Linked DNA regions of Zea mays: region 2 is linked to region 1. The links are chromatin contacts, called in public Hi-C maps. All regions are on one chromosome and are shown on one strand. Each heading gives the region's core, a stretch centred on a gene start, on an enhancer-like site or on the middle of the called end of the contact. The rest is flanking DNA. Distances are from core to core; before and after follow the strand shown. Region 1 holds the start of LOC100384296. Region 2 holds the start of LOC100217115 (adenylate cyclase).

Evidence for each region. A called contact is a pair of places that touch in the nucleus more often than the background predicts.
Region 2: a contact with region 1 is called in a Hi-C map of leaf, with 2.7 times the contacts expected there. The contact joins the promoter of LOC100217115 here to the promoter of LOC100384296 in region 1. A contact is called at or near these places in 4 of 25 Hi-C or Micro-C datasets (ear, leaf and tassel) and 1 of 3 datasets of contacts at active chromatin or transcription factors (leaf).

Annotation. Positions count from the first base shown.
Region 1 is chr7:182,810,982-182,815,681 of Zm-B73-REFERENCE-NAM-5.0, reverse strand. LOC100384296 reads left to right here and starts at 2,800. Exons shown (of 7, transcript NM_001176855.1): 1 at 2,800-2,824; 2 at 2,945-3,181; 3 at 3,303-3,379; 4 at 3,523-3,580; 5 at 3,693-3,804; 6 at 3,898-3,967; 7 at 4,573-4,700. The coding sequence starts at 2,959.
Region 2 is chr7:182,939,864-182,944,563 of Zm-B73-REFERENCE-NAM-5.0, reverse strand. LOC100217115 (adenylate cyclase) reads left to right here and starts at 2,002. Exons shown (of 1, transcript NM_001143483.2): 1 at 2,002-3,233. The coding sequence starts at 2,266. The coding sequence ends at 2,910.

The DNA of each region.
Region 1 (4,700 bases), core at 1,551-4,050:
TGCTAAGGCTTTCATGGCTCTCTCTTCAGGTTCCATGGCTGCATGAAATGTAGAAGAAAAAAAAAGAGGTCGTGTAAAGGTCATTGCTTGGACGTGATTCCCCTCCAGCTTTGTCAATACAATTCCCAGCCTCTTTCCCACAATATTCCCTGTCACGAGCCTGCCCGCGCATCAAGATGAAACCCGCCACCACACCAAAGAGCTTGCTGCGATTTGCAAAGGCATGGAGAAGAAAGGGATCGAGAGAAACAAAAGCATAAGATACCCAGACACTTAAACAAGTAACAACCGAACACAATCTTTCGCCAAATATATATATATACACGATATAATATAAGAACGGAACAAAGAAAAAGGGATCGATGAGCTTGTATTAATCCCATTGCAAGCTCTACGGCGGCATCAATCAAACTGAGCTAATGCCCGGCCGGGGGAATATATACTACACTACTAAACTGCGTGGTCTGGATCGATTTCTTCTTATGTTCATGGAGCAGCTAGGCGGTCATCTTTGGTGAGAAACTCGCGGGAGCCAATGGTCAGAGAATCATGTACTGAGCAGCTATTTGGAGACGGAACAGGACAGAATATATGCACAGCAGCGCACACATTCCTCGATCGACCTCGCTCCAATCCAATCCAATTCCAATTCCTCAACAATGAGGCACTGCACATGCATGGTATAGATACCATATATATATGTGCAACCGAACAAATAAAGCCCTCGTTGCTTATCTTAGTGTGTGTATATCTCGCTTGGTTATTTAGTCGCAAGGATGATGATTCGCTCGCCAACTTATTCCAAGAGAGCACATCGAATTGAACGCAATGGTCACTAGTCACTCCTGGCGGTGTGGGTCGTCGTCGTTCTTGGCGCAGTGCACGTGTCGCCTCCGTAGCTTGCTTCACCTCTGGCTGAACAACCAATCAAGATATAAACCGACCACTCTGCTGCGAGAAACATGAGATGCTGTTCTTCGTTCACATGCATGCATGCCCTGGCGCGGCCACGGAGACTAGAAGCTTCGCTAGCTGATGCAATCATGCGTGCTCACGACGTATGCATCATAACTAGAGATACTGCTATGTGGGACACACACGGCCATCTGGAAGGCAAAGGCGTCCAAAAGGCCGGCTACATGCAGTTGCATGCTCGATGTAATTAAGCATCATCATCATCGTCTGCTGCATGGAGACGGAGGACAGATAAATCACGGTCAGAACAAGTGCAAGAGCATAAAAAGCAAAAGGAGGAGGAGGATACAGCGAGGGCGCAATCCAAGAAACCAGGGGCTGCTCCATGCATTTTAAGCCCGCTTTTGTTTTGTATATATGCTTTGCTGCCCCCCATGCATGCATGTCATGTACGCACAGCAGGTGAAGTTACGGCACCGGCTTCAAAGTGCACACACGGATACAGCCTATTAATTGCCTTACCATGAACCCTTTGGGCTTTGGCAGTTGGCTGCCCCCAGTAGCTGAGCTTAGCTCAGCTTAGCTCAGCTAAGCTAAGCTGGTGGTGCCAAACTTACCAAAGGAGACACCACACCAACAGGCGAGAATCCTATGCCTTATCCCCCCCCTGTTATTCCATTCCCTTGCCTTTGTGCCGTCCGTCCGTCTCCCAAGAAGGCGTTCGATCTTATACAATGGCCACAGCTCCCGGCCGCGCGCTTTATCTGTGTGTGTGTATGCCAAGCTTTTCTCGCAATTCTTCTTCCGGATGGATGATGCCTAGCTGCAGTCAAAAAGAAGGGAAGTTTCAAGCTTTGGCCGTCCACGTACGTAACCGACATCCATCGTATGGCCATCCCGTACTGCTTCTCAACTGGTGCATACATACAGCCCAACAGCTAGCAACCAACAGTACGTAAGCTACTACATGCGATCACGGACCATGGATCCTAACAACAACGACGAGCAGCTCTGCTAGCTAGCTAGCTAGCTGGTCGATGGATCGACCGCCCCTTTCGTTTCGGCAAAACTGGAGGCCAGAAACTCAGTGGAGACTGGAACTGGTTCTCGAACTAATAATAAGATATCGATATCATCGAGGAATCTGAGCTAGAGAGGGGGGCTGCTGCCAAGTTTCTACAGCGACATCGTCAGATTATATTGCAGACCACGCAGAATAATCTCTAGGGTTTCTTTCTTTCTTTCTTTTTCTCCTCCTCCTCCTCCAAAAGAAAAAGGAAAACCAAAGAGGAGAATGAAAAAGATTGTTGTGCTTCGCTTTCGCCCTTCGTCGTTCTCATGTGGCAAGTAATTTCAACCAAAAGCTGTTCATGATGAGAACACACAAGGCAAGAGCGAGAGGGGGAGAGAGAGAGAGGGCCGGGTTGTTGCTGGAGTTGAGAAAGAAAAAAGGACTGCAGGGTGTGGTGGGCCGGGGGGGAATAAGGATAATATCTCTTTTTCAGTTGCTGCAGAGATTGGGCAGTCGATCAGGGGGGTTGAGTGCTTCTTCAGATGATTCCACATTCTCCGATCCAGCCGGTCCTCTTGCCTTATAAGACAGACAGACGGCCGGGGGAGTCTGCTGCGTAACATAACATCTCGGCAAGAGGAGACAGGAGGTCGGTAGTTTAGTTTTCAGAAGCCAAATTAAATTAAAGGCTGTCTGTCTCACTCACTCACTCACTCCCAGAAGAGAGAAGACCACACCACACAAACAAACACCTCTTTGGTTTCTACAAATAGAGGACGCACTGCCACTGACTGAGCTACACCGGTAAAAGCTGCCAAGGATATATATCCCACCAGTCAGGAATGCCCGCAACCAGACATTTCAGTACATAACAGGAGCTGAACAACTAACGTACAGGTGAGGATCTCATGTGCTTCGCTCCACTCTCTCTCTCTCTCTCTCTCTCTCTCTCTCTCTCTTTACCTGATGATGACTGGTGGAGCAGAGCAAGAAACGTACTGACCTGGAGTTCTGCAGGCTGACAGCAGCAGATGTATCATCAGCAACAGCTCCACACCCATAACCAGCACCTGTCCTCGTCAAGGCCAGGCTTACCTCCTGAGAAGCAGTTCCTCCTGCACGGAGCAGGCGGCGGCGGCGGCGGCGGAGATGCAGGGCTCGTCCTCTCCACCGATGCTAAGCCTCGCCTGAAATGGACACCCGAGCTGCACGAGCGTTTTGTTGAGGCGGTGCATCAGCTCGGAGGCCCAGACAGTGAGTACCAAAACGCTAGCTCGTATACACACGGCACAAACATGGCACAGAGCCTTTGTGATGGTAGATTACCTCTTCTTCTAAATTAAGCCCGCGTGCATGCATGTCCAAACTCTCGCAGAGGCCACGCCGAAAACCATCATGAGGCTCATGGGGATCCCTGGACTCACCCTGTACCATCTCAAGAGCCATCTCCAGGTACGTACGTGCGTACATCTCGATCAGATACTGCTGTTGCTGTCAGAGTATGGAATGGTATGGCATGGAAAACAAATTTTGGCTTCCCGTCGTCACAAACTAAGATAGATGTGTTTTTTTTTCTTTTTCTGTTTGTCTCATAGAAATACAGACTCAGCAAGAACCTCCAGGCCCAAGCTCATACTGCCAGCGCAAAGAATGGTAGGCTGCATATATAAATGCTTCTTAATACAGTGTAGCTCAAGTAACTGAAACCCCAGCCGTCCAGTCCAGTGCGAGAGATGTGCTAAGCCTGCTTGCCTCTGTTTCGCAGCGTTGGTAGGCTGCCGGACGGGAGCAGACAACGCCCTATGCCAAGGGAGTGCTTCACCGCCGCCACCACCGCCGCCGCCGCACCTGAACCTAGAACCGCCGCAGATAAACAGGTGAGGAGCGAAGAAGCCAGCTAAATTTGTTAACAGCTGGATGCATTCTTCTCCAACCTTCAGAAGGTGTGACACGGTTCGGTAATCTGGCAGGTCAATGCACATAAGTGAAGCCCTCCAGATGCAGATCGAAGTCCAGAGACGGCTGCATGAGCAGCTAGAGGTATATACAAATACAAGCAGCAGCTCTCTAGTTTTATTAAGATATATATCTATTGCATAGCTCAGCGTCCCCGTGATATAGACATATATAATGCAGAAGCACCACTACCTGTATATAGCATCAAAAACACTAGTAGCGAGTTCATCGGCAGGGAACTGTTTCCGACAGTGCAAATTAAAACTGCAGGGGGGAACGAACCAATTAAAAAAAGTGAGAACACCCTGTCGAAGAAAAAAATAAATACAAGTGTTAAAAAAGAAAGTAAAGGGGCATGCCAAGCCCTATGGTCGGATCCCGAGTCCTGGCACCGGGGCGCGAGAGGCGGCGACCGCGGCCGGAGTTGGAACCATCTGCCCTGGCCTACCATTCCGGTCATCGTGAGTTCGTGACGCCGTTGGATCTGGGGTATTATTGGGCCTTCCATTCCAGAGGCCGGCGCACGCACGCACCGTCATTTCGGCCCATAAACTGGATTCGCCCGCGACTAATTCGGAGCACACTTTTCCTTGTGCTGCACCTGCACGGCTTGGCTGGGCTTTGGCCCATTTCCTCTGCTTTCAGCATATTTATATATATTTTTTTCATTTTTCCCATTGATGGTGCAGGTTCAGAGACACCTGCAGCTGCGGATCGAAGCGCAGGGCAAGTACTTGCAGTCCGTGCTGGAGAAGGCGCAGGAGGCGCTGGCCAAGCAGAGCGGCGGCGCTGACGAGACGACGACGACGACGCAGCA
Region 2 (4,700 bases), core at 753-3,252, 130 kb before region 1:
GCCCTAGGCAAGAACGACATCGCGGTCGCTGCCCGGATGGTGCCCGACAGCGCGCGTGGCCTGGCGCACGACGCGGGGTCCGTGTTCTTCCTCCCGAGCTCCAGCCCGCTGTGGAAGCAGCACCGCGCCACGATCGGTGCCCGCATGTCCTCCGGGCCGAGCCGCCTCGGCATGACACGGCACATCCGGGACCGCCACGCCCGGCAGCTCGCCGAGCTCAGCAGAGCCTATTCTGGGCAGCCGATGGCGGTCGGGGAGGCCGTGTATGGCACCATGGTCAACAATGTCTCCAACATCCTCTTCTCTAGGGACCTGGCCGACCTGAGCATGCCGCACCCACACGACGACGACGAGCAGGGACGATCACGGCGATGGGGGCAGGTGTACAGGGCCATCACAAGAGCGATCAACCAGGACTGGGCCACACCCAACATCTCGGACGCCTTCCCGTTCCTCGCGCCGCTTGACCTCTTTGGCTTGCGTCGCAGCGGCTCCAGATATATGGCCGAGCTCTATAAGGTCTTCGACCAAGAGATGGAGAGCCGGTTAGCCAGAGGTCGTCGTACAGACGAGGAGGAGGACATGTTGGGCGTCCTCCTCGCCCGGCACGCCAGGTCGGAGATCACGCGTGCAGACATCTCCAAACTCTTAGCGGTATATAAGCACATGCTGCATGCATTATACACACACATTTATATATATACTAAATGTAAAATAAAATAATACATAAAATATACAGGATATCTTTCTCGCCGGCACTGACACCACCAGGATTGCCGTGGAATGGGCTATGAGGAGGCTGCTTCGCCACCCGGACAAGCTGGAGAAGGTGCGCGCCGAGCTCGCCGCGAGTCTAGGCTCCAAGGAGTTTGTGGAAGAGAGCGACCTGGAGGAGCTCCCCTACCTCCACGCCGTGGTGAAGGAGGTCATGCGGCTGCACCCTTCCTTGCCGATGTTGCCGCGGGAGGTGGTCACAGACGACGGGATGTCACTGGGCGGTTTCTGGGTGCCCAAAGGCACATGCATTATGGTCAACCTGTTGGCTCTCGGAAGGGACGCAACCTCCTGGCCGGAGCCAGAGGAGTTCGTGCCCGAGAGATTCTTGGGCGGCGGCGGCCGGCCATTGAGCTTCAGGGGCTCGGACTTCTCCTACATCCCGTTCGGTGCTGGGCGTAGAGTGTGCCCCGGAATGGACTTGGCTGCACGGTTCGTGCCGCTGGTGTTGGCCTCACTCCTGTACAGGGTTGAGTGGAAGCTGTGCGGCGACGACGCCATGACGCCTGTGGACGACGTCCTCAGAGAGAAGAGTTCCATATTACTTGAACCCGCTATGCCCCTCCGTGCCATCCCGCTCTTCACTCCATGACCAACAAGTCGATCATCTCCATATCTGCCTGGACCAGCAGTTTAATTTGCATGCATGACGATCGACGACGACACCATTTTTCTTTTCTTTTCTTTTCTTTTTCTTTCTCCTTACAATAATGAAGTGCATGTGACAGTATTTCAAAGTGTTATGTCATCTTGAGAAATAAGGGGAAAATGGTGTTGCCAACAAGCTTAGCGAATGTATATATGTCATCTTGAATGCTTTTTTTGTCCCAAAAATGTGCAAACACGCGTGCACATGCCACCCACGGCAAGCAGCAACAGCAAGATCCATGACATCATTTTGATTTGTGTTTCAATCTCTTTTTTCTCAAGCATGGCAAGATCCACGGCATTCTTTTGTTAGATCTATGGTGTTGTGTGTGTGTGTTTTTTTTGGGTTCATCTGTGTGATAAATGGCAAGACCTACTCGACTGTCAGGCTCAACGGGCCGGCCCAAGTACGCCTAAACAGCCCAGTGCCGTGCTTGGGCTGAGTGCTGAGTCCATAAATGATGGCACGGCCTGCGTAACTAATTGGGAGTCGCTTTGGCCCTGCTCGCTGACCACCAAACCAACCAGGAACCAGTCCTCCTCCGTCTCCATCTTATCATCCGCCAATAATGCTGCGCCGCAACCCAACCCGCATCGAGCTCACCTCCTCCGACCGCGACGAGCTCGAAGACCACCTCCGCGCCGCCGCGGCAGCCACCACCACCAAGGATCCTTCCGGTTACACCACTCCGTCTCCAGTCCTTGGCCCGCAGACCTCCAATCCCCTGCTCCAATTCCTCCACCCGAAGCCCGGCGCCGTGCCATCCAAGTCCCAACGCATCGGCATCGGCCTCTCCACCCCGCCGGCTCCGGCCCCGAACCCGCGACCACCCCATCCACCCCATGGAGGTTGAGATCAAGCTCCGCCTCCCCGACGCCGCCGCGCACCGCCGCCTGTCCGCGTTCCTCGCGCCCCGCCTCCGCCGCACCCACGCCCAGCGGAACCTCTTCTTCGACGACGCCGCGCGCACGCTCGGAGCCGCCACCGCCGCGCTCCGCGTCCGCCTCTACGACGGGCCCGACGACCGCGGCCCCTCGCGCGCCGTCCTCGCGCTCAAGCGCCGCCCGCGGATCGAGGCCGGCGTCAGCCGCGTCGAGGAGATCGAGGAGCCCCTCGAGCCCGCGCTCGCCGTCGCCTGCGCCGACGACCCCGCCCGCCTCGGCGGCCTCGACTCGCCGATCATCCGCCTCGTCGCCGCCGAGTACGGCGTCGGCGGGGACGCCGCCCCCTTCCTCTGCCTCGGCGGCTTCGGGAACACGCGCGCTGTCTACGAGTACGAGCTTGAGGACGGCGGCGGCGGCCTCGTGCTGGAGCTCGACGAGACGCGGTTCGACTTTGGGACCAGGTACGAGCTCGAGTGCGAGACGGCGGAGCCTGACCGGGTCAAGGAGGTGCTGGAGCGACTGCTCACGGTGGCCGGCGTGCCCTACGAGTACTGTCGGAACAGCAAGTTCGCCTGCTTCATGACAGGGAAGCTGCTTCCTTGACTAGGCATAGCCTTGTCCGTTCTTGGTATTTCCCTTCTTCGTGCCATTAAGCTGCATTTGAACAACTTGAATGGAATGTCAGTGACGCTTTGAATAATGACAAAAATAAGTGTGGCTTCTCATATTTGGTTAGTGTATGGTTTTGGTTTTGTGGCAACGGAACATAATCCTGAGTCTGGTCAAATCCAATTTCTCCCAAAATCTATGGGACAACAGCCCTACCAGCTTGGTATTTCAGTACTGTACCTTCGTTCAGTATTGTTACCTTGTTCGGGCAAATTTACATAGCATATCTTCATGAACAACAAACATTATATTGGTCCGATGCTGATAATCATGGTCATGGACCGAGACAGACAGACAGTTGCAGTGCAGTACAAGGGCTCGTTTGGTAGATCTACGTTTCATGATTCTCTAGCTCCGAGTGATTCCGATTGATTCTCTACCGGAAGTGAATCTATTTAGCGAAAACCGTTTATCAAATAGCCTGTAAAGTGGTTTATGAGAAGTTAAGAGAGTGGGGAGCAGGTTGGGTGGGAAGCAGGGTTTTTTTGGCTCCTACTTTCTAGTAAAAGATAGAGGCTAGATTCACTCCACTCTCACCATAGAGCAGTTTAGATTTTTATCGTTTGGCTCGGCCGGAGTGATTCTCGTTGGGAGCGGAGGGAGCTCTGTCAAACGCCCCCTAAGAGCCAATGCTACAACCACAAGCAAGCCAACAGTTTAGAACTTGTATAGCTGCCGATTGAGGTGCTGGATTTAAGGTTACCAAGGGTGGGGGGAGGTTTTGGAGGGAAAGAGAGGACTGGCGGTTCGATGGTCTGGTAGCAAGGCGGCAACAGCCTCCTGTCGTGGGCTGCTTTGGACATCCGGATGGGAAGAATAGCTACTCTCTTGTTCATATACGAGGCATCATGGATAGTATTAATAGTTCTAGTTGAGATAAATATAATCTTCTATAAGTATGGTCAGGAGATACCACATGGAGGATAAGACTATTTTCAAGATACATTGTCTTTACTATATGTCTAGACATTTCTATATTATTAAAGCTGCTCCAAAACTCGCCTCCTTAGCCATCCACGTCAGCATTTCTTACTCAAGCCGCTCGATGGTGAATCAGTGGCTGCCATCCCCCGCTGACTCCATCACGTACTCAGTATAGCGCGCGTCGCTCCCTACGTCTCTGGAAATTTCTATTTCTCAGCAGATATAGACATAGACTACGCCGGTTCTTTCCAGAAGGTGGAGGTAGCAGCGAAAAGAAATTAATTTTACCGACCAAACGCATTGAACAAAGATATGTACGGTACTTCAAGTATAAGACATAATTAAAACAAAACATAATATAGTGGACATATCTAAAACATGTGTCTTACCATATTCATTGTACCAATCAGAGCATTCAATAAATTAAAATGACCAATCAGTTAGCCTCCTGTCTTGAACATAGAGCTAAGACAATGTGTCTTCGTCAAGATACATGTCTTGAGTTTTTTTACATTCACCCCCTGGACACACTCGAAGACACAACTCAAGACACCCATTGTACATACCCTGAAAACATGAATTGGTGATTTCCTTCTTGCAAAAAGTGTGGTAGAACAACAACTCTTGATTCCACTGGGTATCGTCACTCTGACTGTAACTGGACATTACACAAATTCAGGTAAATTTTACAACTCGATCACATAGTACAAAAGTGTTATTTTTCCTTACTTTTGTTTCAGACATTTTATACTTATTGTGTATTATATATTAACTTATACATAATATTTATGTACATTTAA